Regions from separate parts of the Sus scrofa genome. Here region 2 is linked to region 1. Evidence: chromatin contacts called from public HiChIP or PLAC-seq data. All regions are on one chromosome and are shown on one strand. The core of a region is the stretch at or near the end of the contact, and the rest is flanking DNA. Distances in the headings are between cores, read along the strand shown. Region 1 has its middle 62 kb from the start of FN1. Region 2 has its middle 200 kb from the start of FN1.

Region 1 (6,976 bases), core at 146-2,645:
AGGTAGCAAATGGGCACTATTTTCTCCAGAAAGAGTTGCCTCAACCCATCTTCCCTTTTGACCCCACACATCAGGCTCAGCTCTGATGCACCTGCTCCGTAACATCTAAGAATATTCATTCCTTTTCTCTCATCTACTTTCTGTGACATTCACAACCTATTAGAGAGTATCACTGACACACAGGGATTAAGGATATAATAATCATGAAATGTTTTGATACATTTAAAATTATGACAAATATGAGATTTTATTTTCAAAGCAGGATTAAAACAAGAGGTGAGCTAGTCTTTGCCACTTTTTATATTTTCTATCTGAATTCTCTCAGACTTGAGTTACATCCAAAATCCAGCTTTAGGCCTCAGAAATAAAAACGTTTTCATGCAAATGCTCCCTCTTCAGGTCCCCCATCTGGAGCCCTCTCTCAACGGAGAGGGAAGGTTTGTCTATACAACAGATGTGACCTTGGATTTGGACTTCTTTCTCTTCCCACCACTTTATCCTTATGTCTGCTTCCCACCTCCTCCTGAAAGCTGTCTGACTGTGACTATATGTTGACCCTGGTTTTCTGAAATTCTTGGGAAATGCTTTAATCACTTCCTCTTGGACCATTGCAATTTCTCCTCATGCACTCTTTCAAAATCTTTGCTTGTGAAATTGTCTTATCCACCAAATTGTAATCAGCCTGCTTTTCTAAAACGGAGGCCTCCCATTCTTCCTTGTTTCATATTTTATCAAAAGCCAAGACAAATTCAGAACTAAACTCTGTTTCTAAATCTTGATTGTGCATGAGGATGTCTTAAAAAAAATGAGGATGTCTTTATTTATGGCCTTCATTCAAGCTCCTTTCTTGTTTTATCACTCAATGCAGATTTGAATTGGGCAGTGGTCTTCTATTAGACTTGCCATATGTATCAAATATTTATTTCAGCCTCAGAGGTTTACATAGCATGAAATCTTGCCCTAAACATTTCTCTTTGGTTGGTGAGGCACTCTGAAAATTTCCTAATGTTCCTGAGAGTTAAGGACATCCTGAGATCTGTTTCAATAAGGCAATTTTCCTCTCCACATTTGCTTGACTTCATGCATGCAATTTAATATCCCACTTAAGAAGATATTGTCTGTGGATGAGATAGAAGACAGGAAGCAAACTGATTTATTAAATCTTCAGGCAGTAAACAAAGACTTCCCATCTGAGTTCTTTACCACAAACACAAATAACCCTAAACCCTCAAACCCTCTCCACAACATAGAATGCCTGTATTTTCCTAGCCTTGGAAATAACTATTTAACGGCGTGTGTAATTGTTACCAAGTTACTATCTTTACCCTATCAGAAAAGGTTTCCTGCTCTGTCTTCTGGCTTAGTCATCAGATTTTTTTGGTTAGTTTCTCTTTCTATATCTCCTCTATCCCAGAAGACATGCAAAGGAAGCTCCCAGTGGTCCATAACCACAGATGTTACGGCTTATGGGTGGCAGAGAAATTGATTCAATCACTCATAAGTCACTCCTAAACCATCATTTATTAAAAAAAAAAAAAAAAAAAAAAAAAAAGGCAGGTTCATGCTGTACTTCTATCCAGAGAAATCCACAAAAGACCTGTTTGGCCACAAATCACACCCAGTCTGCAGAACACCTACCCTGTGACATTCCCTTTAATGGACCTATTTGAAACCAATGTTCATTATTCATCATCTCTGTCTTATTACTAAATATGACAAGGCTCTCCTAAACAATATTTTTAAGACACTCATAGATCTACTTTCAGCTCCTAGGTGATGACCACCTGTTTATTTGAGGCTATCCATGGCTCTTTAAAGTGATTTTTATGATACACACATAACCTGTGGCATATGGAAGTTCCCAGGTTAGGGGTCAAATTGGAGCTGTAGCTGCCAGCCTAAACCACAGCCACAGCAATGTGGGATCTGAGCCATGTCTGTGAACTACACCACAGCTCATGGCAACACTGGATCCCCAACTCTCTGAGCAGGGCCAGGGATTGAAACTGCATCCTTATAGATACTAGTCAGATTCGTTTCTGCTGAGCCACAACAGGAACTCCCAAAATATTTTAAATCAGACCTTTTGTAACAATATCCTACAATTTTTGTAAAAGTCTTATCCAGGCATTTTCATATGATACTCATGAACAGAAAACTAATTTTATTTGAAAACATGTTTATTTGGTCAAAAAAGTGTTTTTCTAGTGATATGGCCTCTACTTCTACAGGAAGAGGAAGAGAACAGAGCTTTGTAGCACAACACTCTGCATTATCCCAACCTTTCCTCACTGCAGTCTCATGAATGATATTGTTAATTCCATTTTGCATGTGAGAAATGAAGGCTCAGAGATATTAACTGTTCAAGTGGCTGAACTGGGATTTAATCTAATTTTGTTTTTTGTTTTTTGGTCTTTTTAGGGCTGCACCCAGGACATATGGAGGTGCCCAGGCTAGGCATTATGTGAAACTGAAGCTGCAGCCACTGGCCTACACCACAGCCACAGCAACGCCAGATCTGAGCCACATCTTCGACCTACACCACAGATCATGGGAGATCTGGATCCTTAATCCACTGAGCAAGGTCAGGGATTGAACCTGCATCATCATGGATACTAGTAAGATTTGTTTCCACTGTGCCACAACCGGAATTCCATATTTTATCGAATTCAAATGCTCATGCTGCTTCCATGGGATATGTCCCTTTCCAGGAAGGTGTTCCCCTTCCTCTTGGGGAAAAAAACAAAAAACAAACTCTACCTAGAACAGAGAGGGAAAAAGATAAACCAATTTATCTCAAAATTGGAAGGAGGGTAAAACTCTCATTCTCCCAGAAGAAAAAAATGTAGTAATATATTACTCTTAGTGAAATATAGACGGTAAGATTGTTAAATGCAATAAGTTGATAATTTTGCTTAAATAATATGAGTGCCAAACATATAAACATTTATCACAGTCACTTTTTTATTAAAGCTCTATGCAGAATTTTGTAAATGATCATTATCCACATCTGCTCCACATCTGTAGTCTTTCTGTCTGCAACTTTACTGCTAGTGGCAACAGTGAAATCACACCCTCTCTCTCCACTGTTAGACAAATCTACAAGGCCTCCCCACTGAGCATCGTGTTAGGGAACAAAATGGAAGGAAAATGAGTGTTTGGGCATATGGCATGGAGGCCTGGGGCAGTCTGTAGAAGAAAAATTGAGAATCCAGAGAGAAAGTACCTAACATTTCAGATGGTTGAGGTCTCCTAGGCAACAGAGCTATAGGAATACTCCGGGATAAGTACATTTATAAATCATAATGCTAAGATTCCAAGTTAAAAGACCCAATCTGTCTGTAAATTGTTCTATCTGGAACTGATCTGTTGCCCACCAAATGCTTGTTTTGTTGCTGTTTTTTAACTTTAGTCTCCAGACTGTGAGATGATAATTGTTACTGTGTTTATTCAGTTTCAGTGAATTAAATTACCAGTGCAGAGTGCCTGCTGCGTCCCACCTGGATCAGCAGCGTCTCTGCAGCACTGGGACACAGGTTGGATCCCCAGCCCAAGAGAGTGTGTTAAGGATCTGGTGTTGCCACAGATTCAGTGTAGCTTGCAAACTGAGGCTCGATTCTGAGCCCTGGCCTAAGAACTTCATATACTACAGGGCAGCCAAAAAAAAAAAAAGAAAAGAAAAAGAAAAAAGAAAAAAATTACCAGTGCACAGAATAAAGATAAACCTAAGCCACTGGATTGGGAAAAATGCCTCTTTTACTTATATTTATTATAATTATTTATTATAAATAAATATTTATTTTTATTATATTTGGAAAAATGCTTTTTTTTTGTCTATGACCATCAAACCTATATTACATATTTAACGTGAAAGATGTAAAAGCGCATTTATGAATCAGTGTAAAATATGTCCAGTGTGGGTGGCAAAATAATGGCTCCTAAAGATGTTCATGTCCTAAATACCTCTAACTGGTGAATGTATCAGGTTACATAGCTAGGAAATTAAGGTTGCTAATCAGCTGACCTTCAGATGGGGAGGTTATCCAGGTGAGACCAATGTAATTGCAATGGTCCCCGTCAGAGGAAAAGGGAGCCCAAAGAGAGAGGGTCAGAGTGATTTAATGTGAGGAAGACTCTACTGACAACTGCTGATTTTGAAGATGGAAATGAGCCAGGAGACCAAGAATACAGGGAGCCTCTAAAATATTAAAAAAAAAAAAAAAAAAAAAAAAAAGGAAAACAGTCTCCCTAGCATCTCAGGACTCTATAGCATTGACTTTTAGCCCAGTGAGACCCATTTTAGATGTCTGAACTTCAAGAGTGTAAGACAATAAATTTATGTTTTTGTGAGCCACTAAGTTTGTGGTCATTTGTTACTGTAACAATAGGAAACTATTACACCTACTTCGTCCCTCTGCATCTGCAGGAATTGGTTCCAGGACCCCCAGGGCATTCCAAATTGCAAGGACGCTCAACTTCTTATGAAACGAATAGTACAGTCAGCCCTCTGAATCCATGGATAAGGAGGGCCAACAGAATTCTGAAACAAACTTTTTTTTTTTTTTGCTTTTTAGGGCCACACCCACAGCATATGGAGGTTTCCAGGCTAGGGGTCAAATCAGAACTACAGCTCCCAGCCCACACCACACACCGCCACAGCAACGCAGGATCCAAGTTACATCTGCGACCTACACCACAGCTCATGGCAACACTGGATCCTTAACCCACTGAGTGAGGCCAAGGATTGAAACCTCAACCTCATGGTTACTAGTAGGATTCATTTCTGCTGCACCATGATGGAAATTCCAGGAATTCTGAAACAAAATTTTAATGAGTACAAAAGTCTGTAATAAAGATACTTATATTTTAGATACTGACAAAAGTATTGCTGATTCTCAAAGGAAGTTTAATGCATTTTTAAACATAAATATTTTAAAAGGGGAGAAGAGGTACAGTGGATGAAATAATGAAACAAGATATAGACTAATGATAACAGTTGAACGGTGGGTGATGGGTACAAAAGTTCATTATACCATTCTACATACCTTTCTGAATGTTTGAAAAGGTCCATAACTATGTTTAAAAACTTTTTACCACCCTTCCAATTAAATAACTTTCCAACGGGACCCTAATCAAAGCCAGCACCCTTGTCATATGGAGGTTCCCAGGCTAGGGGTCGAAACAGAGCTACAGCTGCAGGCCTACACCACAGCCACAGCAACGCCAAATCCGAGCCGTGTCTGTGACCTACACCACAGCAACACCAGATCCTTAACCCACTGAGTGGGTGATCCACTGAGGCCAGGGATCCAACCCACAACCTCATGCTTCCTAGTCAGAGTCATTTCTGCTGCACCACAGTGGGAACTCCCAAAGCCAGCACTATTGAAAGAAATACTCCGTATTTCTCTTCTAGAATAAAATATTTCTTTTCCTAGAATAAAATCTAGGAAATCTAAGCCTCTTCTCTTATGATTTAATCTAAATCTTTGGTATTGTTTTATTTCCACCAGAGATGATAAATACCACATTTTCATAGCAGATGATTTGTTTTCTGCCAAAATTCGAAAAGCAAAGCTCTCTGTGCCTACTCGCAGAGAATTATGTGAACATCTTTTGTTCTATTAGCATAAAGAAATGCACCTAGTTATGGGAGTAGAATGGGTGAAACCAAAACAATGAATTTGTATGATAAAAATCAGAAGAACGTAAAAATATAGCATTGCACCATGAAAAAGTATAATACTATCTTTGAAAAGTATAGTAATTAATCCCATTTTTGCTAGCATTATGTGAAAATTGATATTCCATCTAAGTCACATTATGCATTCTATCAATCAGAGTTTAAAAAACAGATAAACAGAGACTAAGTTTCTATGAGATTAGTACAACAAAAAATAGAAATTTGCCAGAGAATTGGGTGTTTTATTACTTCTTGAGATAATCGAATAACCAACATGACAAGCTGCTATAAAGTATATAGACATTTTTATTTTTTTATTATTGAATTGATTAGCCTACCTTATGGGCTGGAAAAAGGAGAAAAGTTTAAATCATATTGGTTCACACAGAGGTTTTGCATAGAAGCAAACCTACTTGTAAATCAACTAGAAGAATTAGCCAATTGCAATAAAACAGAAAAAAAGAAAAAGGTCTGGGATTCTTCTTTGTGCCAGTATAATTCTAACTAAGGGTCTTAGTGCCTACATAATTTTAATATCTATTATATATTTTCCCATCTCTACTCTCTTGATATTCCCTTTTCTTATGTCAAGTAGCAGCAGTATTTTTCTGAGAAAGCAGACCATCATTCTAAAAAGTTTACCTCTAAAGTCCTTATGGAATCATGTCTTCTTGTTTTAATTTTACTTATTCCATAGGAAGTAGATCATAGAGTCTATGATTCTTGGCCCTTATCTATACTTAATCCTTAAAATAAGTCTCTATTCTTATAGATTTATAAGCCATAATGCAACATTAAGAATCATGACATCAATTTTACCTTCCATTTCCCAGAAAAATGAGACCTAAAAAAAATGCTATATTTAAATAACTCCAGAAAAGTTTTTACAAATTCAACTGTTACCATTTTATCTTTTTAACACTGCTACCACCACCACCATCAAAAAGCATTTCCCTATATTTGATCTATGCAGTGTGAGAACTTGGCCTCTGTTTTTCTTTGATGAAGACAGAAAACAGCTGGTAACTATTATGTATATTATATACCTTCAAACACTGCAAGACTATTATTAGGCTACCTTTCTTCCCTTCTCCAAGATAAGCAATTCCAATGTCTTTAACTTTTTCTTACAAGTTCCATTTTCCAACCCTTTGATCAACATTCATAGACTCTTCTGAATCCTCTCCAAATTTTGGAGTTCTCATAAGATATTGGGCCCCATTCTAGAGAGCACTTTCTTACAAATTTCTGACCGGTGCTAAGTAAGAGAAAGTGCCATCTATTTATCCCTCT
Region 2 (6,169 bases), core at 1,685-4,184, 140 kb before region 1:
CAGCAGACTTACCTAAAAACAGAAACAAATGTGAGGGAGATTTATTAAAGGCTTTTCATCTCTTTTCCTCTTGATCTCTTTCATCAGGTAGAAGAGTGACTTAGAAGGTGATCAGCCAGGCTTGTTAAAGCTGGCTGATTTATATTTTATCCTCATGAAATTTCTCTTGAAAGTTTGATGTACACTTGGCAGCTCACCATCTATGGAACCTGCCATCAATTCAGGTCTGTCTGTCTTTTGGTAAATACTTAGCAAGCTTTTCAGGCCCAGATGCTGTGGTAGGCATTGGGCACATGGTCTCAGAGTCACTGCCTCTGAGATATTGTATTAGTTCTCTGTTACTACATAACAAATAACCACAACCTTAGCAGCCAAACCAACACCCATTTATTATCTCACAGTTCAGAAGTCTAGGCAGGGCTCAGCTGGATCCTCCACTCAGTCTCATGAGGCCACAATCAAGGCATTGGCAAGGATTCCTGTCTCATTGGAGGCTCCAAGTTCTCCTCCAAGCTTCCTGGTTTTTGGCAGAACTCAGTTCCTTGCAGCTGTGAAACTCATGTCGGCTTGGTTTTTCAAGGCCAGTAAGCTAGTGTCTCTGACTCCAGGGACTACTTATACCCTCTTCTAAAGGGCTAGCTCACCCAAGATACTATTCCTTTGATTAACGTAAAGTCAACTGATTAGGCACCTTAATTGCACCTGCAAAATTCCCTCATCTTTGCCATATACTGGTGCATAATTACAGGTATGATATGTCACTGTATTCACAGGTCCTGCCCACATTCAAAGGGAGGCAATTATACGGGCTTATACACCTGGAGGTGGAAATTTTAGGGACATCTTAGAGCTCTGTCTACAACAGATAGTAAAGAAGTAATTGCAGGAAAAATTATTAAACAATTAGAACCCATTCTCTGAGAAGGAGAATTATAGGCTCAACTTCCACTAAGAGGTTTGGGGAGACTCCCTGAGACTTGCCAGGCAGGCTGGCATCAGCAAGGCTAAGATGGAAATGGATGGAGAAAGGAGGGGAGCAGAGCTGGAGTAGAAGACATAAATTAGGTTAATTAATATGACCTGAAATGGAGCAAAGTGAAATCACTCACCGACTCTCCCTATTACTCCCAGCAAGTAAAACTGAGCATTTTCTATGTTCAAGGAAGCTGGCAACAGATCCAAAGTTCTCCTTTTTCCACTGCCTTTAGAGGAGGACTCAGGGGGTATCTGTCTGTAGCAAGGTCTGGGTTTCTCCTGAAACAGGGATATGAGGGGCAACAACCGAAAAAATCAGGGTCAATTCTAAGAGTAGGTATCATTAGGTAAGTCTAATACCTATTTTGCAAGCTGGCAAAGATATCTGTAAGCCTGAAGTTTTGGCTGGTTCTATTACTTGCAATGCTGTATTTAAAAATGAAAGCATTATCTTTTGCTGTCTTTGGACACTGAGACAGCCTCTCTCTGGTTAGAGTAGGTGGAGAAAAGAAATTTTAAAATATATATTAAAGCTAGAAATTGGAATGTTCCCGTCAGCACTTGGAGAAAACTAGCAGATGGGAAGCTTCATGCCCACCTCTTAATAAACATGTGCTGATTTCAGCAAAGAGTTGTGAAATCCCATAGGGTCTCCAGTGTACCTTTTCCCCTCTCATCCCATCAGCCAAATTCAACTTGGTTGCCAAAATAGGGGAAAAAAGATGAAATAACTAAAATGGACCGGAAACACGAGCACCTAAAACATATGCCAAATTTAAAAGTGGAGAGGGTTTTCATTTGATTAAATTATAGGTCTTTTTCCACCAACTTCCCTTTCTGTAGGTTTTAATAAAATGTCTTTTACTGGAAAGATTCTGGGAAGAGGATTCAGAATACAAATGTTTAAAAGCTGAAGTAGAAAAATTACATTCAAAACCAATTTTACCAGCAACTTCAACAGAATAAATATAAACACACAATAGAGGTAGTAAACTCCTCTTCTTCTCAAGCGGGGATTATAGTTTAAGCTGTTTAGAACCTTGATATCTATGTCACTATCTGGTAGAATATGTTAAATGTATACCAAGTGACCTCCGTATAAAGAAAGGCTTCTATGTTGGGAGAATGATAAAATAGTCCTGGACCATAGTTCTTCACAAGCCTAAATGACCCCATCTTTTCTCCTTGTGTTTTGCAATGTTACTTTTCCCTTTTATTGAGTAACCTAGATCTTTCTTTTCTTTTATTGAAGTTCAGTTGATTTACAATGTCATATTAATATCAAGTGTACAGAAAGTGATTTAGGTATGTTATATAAATACACACACACACCTACATACACACACATATATTAATATACATATTCTTTTTCATATTTTTTCCATTATGCATTATTATAAAATATTGAGTACAGTTCTCTGTGCTATGCATTAGGTCCTTGTTGTTATTTATTTTACAACAGGAGTGTGTATGTGTTAATCCCATCCTCCTACTTTATCCCTCATGCCCTCATCCCCCTTTGGTAACAATAAGTTTGTTTCCTATATCTGAGCCTATTTCTGTTTGGTAAATAGGTTCATTGTATCTCTCTCTTTTTAAGATTCTATACATAAGTGATAAATGATACGTCTTTCTCTGTCTGAGTTACTTTACGTCACTTAGTATGATAACCTCTAAGTCCATCCATATTGTTGCAAATGGCATTATTTTGTTCTTTTGTATGACTGAGTGATATTCCATTGTATAAAATATACCACATCTTCCTTATCCATTTCTCTGTTGATGGACGCTTAGGTTGCTTCCTTCCAGACCTTTATTTTCCATTCTATCTTCTTCATCGACCTGCGACACAGCTGATGTAAGCAGAATGGAGATGGGTTGTTGGAAACAGCTGGGACCAGCAGGCAGCCTCCTCACTTCCAGTTGTGCTCCCTATGACTAACTCATCAACACAGGGCTATGAGTCACTCCCAAGCTCCCTGAGGCCCCGATGACCATGTTAGGTAGGCACAGCAGAAGGACAGACTCGACTAGAATGCAGGAGGTTATCTTGCATCTACCAGCGGTTTGACTATTATTTTGAACACAGTTATTTGTAGGCATTGTCTCCTGTAGACATTTCAGGCACCATGTTGTTCTTTGACCTAACAATGGATCCTGTTTACTAAGGTTTGTTTCCCTTTCACATCTGATGATAAAAAAATTTGTCGGGGTGGTTCTCAGGATTCTGTCCTGGAGATTCTGATTTAGAGATTAGGTCTAAGAATCTGTATTTTTGACAGACATTCCCTGAAAGATTCTTATCATTAGTCAAATATGAGAAATATTCTACTAACAAGTGTTCGACTGAGCAAATTTCCATCCTTTCTCTTCCCCAATCAGATTTTACAGAAAAACTTTTTTTTTTTTTTTTGGTCTTTTTAGGGCCTCACCCATGGCATATAGAAGTTCCCAGGCTAGAGGTCAAATTGGGGCTATAGCTGCCCACCTACACCGCAGCTACAGCAATGCAGCATCTGAGCTGCCTCTTCGACCTACATCACAGCTCATGGCAAGGCCGGTTCCTTAATCCACCGAGAGGGCCATGGATTGAACCCTCGTCCTCATGGATAGTAGTTGGATTCATTACCACTAAACCACAATGGGAATTCCCTACAGAGGAACTTTTAAAAGGAAAGGATTTCCAAAAAGGGCAATTCATGGCCCAATGAATAAATTTAGAAGTAGGAAGTGTCAGCTGCTTGTTTTTTTGGATGAGCAAATCTACAACAAGTCAGGTTTGTTAGATCTGTTGACAAATCTAACTTTCAATATTATCAGCTTTCAAATTGTGGGGTAAACTTCTCAACAGATCTCTCTTCATTCATTCAGTAAATGCTGTATGCCAGGCAATTATATTGACATTAAGAACACAATGGTAAAAAGACATACTTGGTCCCTGTCCATAAGGAGCTCATATTCTGAATAAGGACTGAATTTTAGTTATTTCTCAAACCAAAGCCTCCATATATTACCAAGAAAAATATCACAAGTCCTTCTCAGCTAACATCCTGTAAAGTATAATGAGAATCACAAACATACACAATTCACCTTTCCTAGATTTAATTAAATGTCTACCAGGCATCAGACTCTGTTGTTGGTGCTTCGGTATGTCAGTGAATACAACAAAGATTCCTGCCCTCATGGGGCTGTCAGCCTAGGGGGAAGATGAGACATTAGATAATTTAGTCTGAGAAATTATACATTGCAGTCTAAGGGTGTGGGTACTATGAAAGAAAAATAACAAGCAAGAAAACAGGGATGGAGTGTGTGACAAGATAATAACAGTAGGCTTCATTGTTAGGGTAAAGTTTTAACAAAGACTTAAAAGAAAGTGAAGAATTTTGCAGAGTCAGGGAGAAGAGCTGGTTTGGCAAAGCAAACAGCTAGAACAAAGACCCTAAGTGGGGAGGGACCTGGTGTGTTTGAGGAGCTGCAAGTGAGAAAAAGAGGCCTTAGAGGTAATAAGGACAGAGGCCAGGATGAGATCGGTTAGGGCTTTGTTGACCATTTGGCGTGTAATGGAGAGACAATGCAGGGTCTTGAGCAGAGGGTGACACAATGTGACTTTCTGTGTGGAGAATAGACAGTAAGAAGGCAAACACGGAAAAAACCAAATAACTGTTTTGGAGAGCATTTGACAATATCTAGATCTAATAAAGCTAAACCTGTGTCTTTCCTGGAAGCCAGCAATTCCAGGTACTAGGAGAGAAACCCTCTCAATGTACACAAAGAGATTATGTACAAGAATGTTCATTGTGGCATTGTTTAAAATCAAAGTCTCCCATCAACAGGAGAGCAAATTGATAAACTATGGTACACTCATTCAATGGAATGCTAACCTGTAATTAAAATGAATGAACTTGAGTTATATTACCAAGGTGGCTATATTCTTCAAACATACAATGGAACAATAAAAATCTAGTTGCAGAAGGATAGTTTCAGAATGATGTCAAGTTTAAAACACCAAAATAGTATTATTTTATGGCTATGTATGTACTTAGTGAAAAAATTAGAATATCAAATGATGAAGATATAATTATATCCGAGGAGGAAGAGAGGCCAAAGGGTTTGGGGAAAGATAAGAAAGAATTCCAACTGGACCCACCAATTGTGCTATTGTTTTTTTTTTCTTTTATTAAAAAGACTCAAACTTTGCAAAACATTAAATTTTCTATATTTTTCATTAAAATGAAATCATTACCAATAAATAACCAACAAGGAAGTGGGATTTAATTTATTTGGCAATCTATTTCTATTTCTACCTCCAAAACAGCATACATAATATTTATATATTTCATGCAGTTTTGTTTTGCCAGTATTTCCAACCAAAATTGTAAATTCTTCCTAAGTATTTTTTTAAAAATATTTCTGCCTAGAAAATATGTACTATTTTTCTCCATATTTAACAATCCTTATAATGGTGATGGTGCATGCCAGCCATCGGAATTAAAATCAATGCTTTCTTGTGTTCTGACTGCAGCAGGAAGTGCCCCCAGCCAGGCTTCCTGGGTTTATAAACTTGTAGTCACTGGTGGGGATGGACAGTCAGTGGCCCAGTCCTTCAGGCTCAGGTGGCTTTCTTCCTATACAGTTTGCAAAAGCAAGATGGGTGGTTTAGGAACCTTAAGCATTATTTGAAGAGTTGTGATATTAGCAGAGAGGCAACCTAAGCAAAGTGTATTTAGCAAGTGACAAGTATGTTTGCTTTAATATGCTGATAAAAATTTTTCTTCCTCACTGTTTCCCTCTTTCTTCTGCCTTTGTATAAGAGGTTTCTTTTAAAACAAGTGTTTTCAGATTGGAGTGTGGTATGGCAAAGAGCCCAGAAGAGGTGGATTTAGTGCACTGAAGCCCTGTTTTCAATTATCAAGAATCCACGAAACCACAGTCTTAGGTTTTAGATGGGCCAATTTAAACGTTTGCCTTTCCAATGTAAATTTATAAAATATAAGCTGTTTAGCAGGCCCAGAATTTTTCTCAGTGATATGGGCCCTATTTCCTTAGCATGCAGGCTTATCACAAAAACAGGTTATAGGGTCTTCATTAATATGTCTGCAAACAGACTAGATACTACAATATGCAATTCATTTTTCCCTAAGCTATTACCCACCATACATATTCAATTTAATATATTTTATTATGCTAATTTAAA

Evidence for each region. HiChIP or PLAC-seq counts read pairs in DNA pulled down with a chosen protein or histone mark.
Region 2: a contact with region 1 is called in an H3K27ac HiChIP or PLAC-seq map of alveolar macrophages. The contact joins two enhancer-like sites. A contact is called at or near these places in 2 of 47 Hi-C or Micro-C datasets (embryonic fibroblasts and liver) and 1 of 2 datasets of contacts at active chromatin or transcription factors (alveolar macrophages).

What each region holds. Positions count from the first base shown.
Region 1 is chr15:117,795,495-117,802,470 of Sscrofa11.1, reverse strand. No RefSeq gene overlaps it. Among named protein-coding and RNA genes, the nearest start is that of FN1, 62 kb to the right of the region's middle. Within about 2 kb of position 1,395, at least 3 of the 83 cell types and tissues checked have an H3K27ac peak or open chromatin away from gene starts, as enhancers often do. A contact at or near this core is called in alveolar macrophages, where this site is marked.
Region 2 is chr15:117,936,441-117,942,609 of Sscrofa11.1, reverse strand. No RefSeq gene overlaps it. Among named protein-coding and RNA genes, the nearest start is that of FN1, 200 kb to the right of the region's middle. Within about 2 kb of position 2,934, at least 5 of the 83 cell types and tissues checked have an H3K27ac peak or open chromatin away from gene starts, as enhancers often do. A contact at or near this core is called in alveolar macrophages, where this site is marked.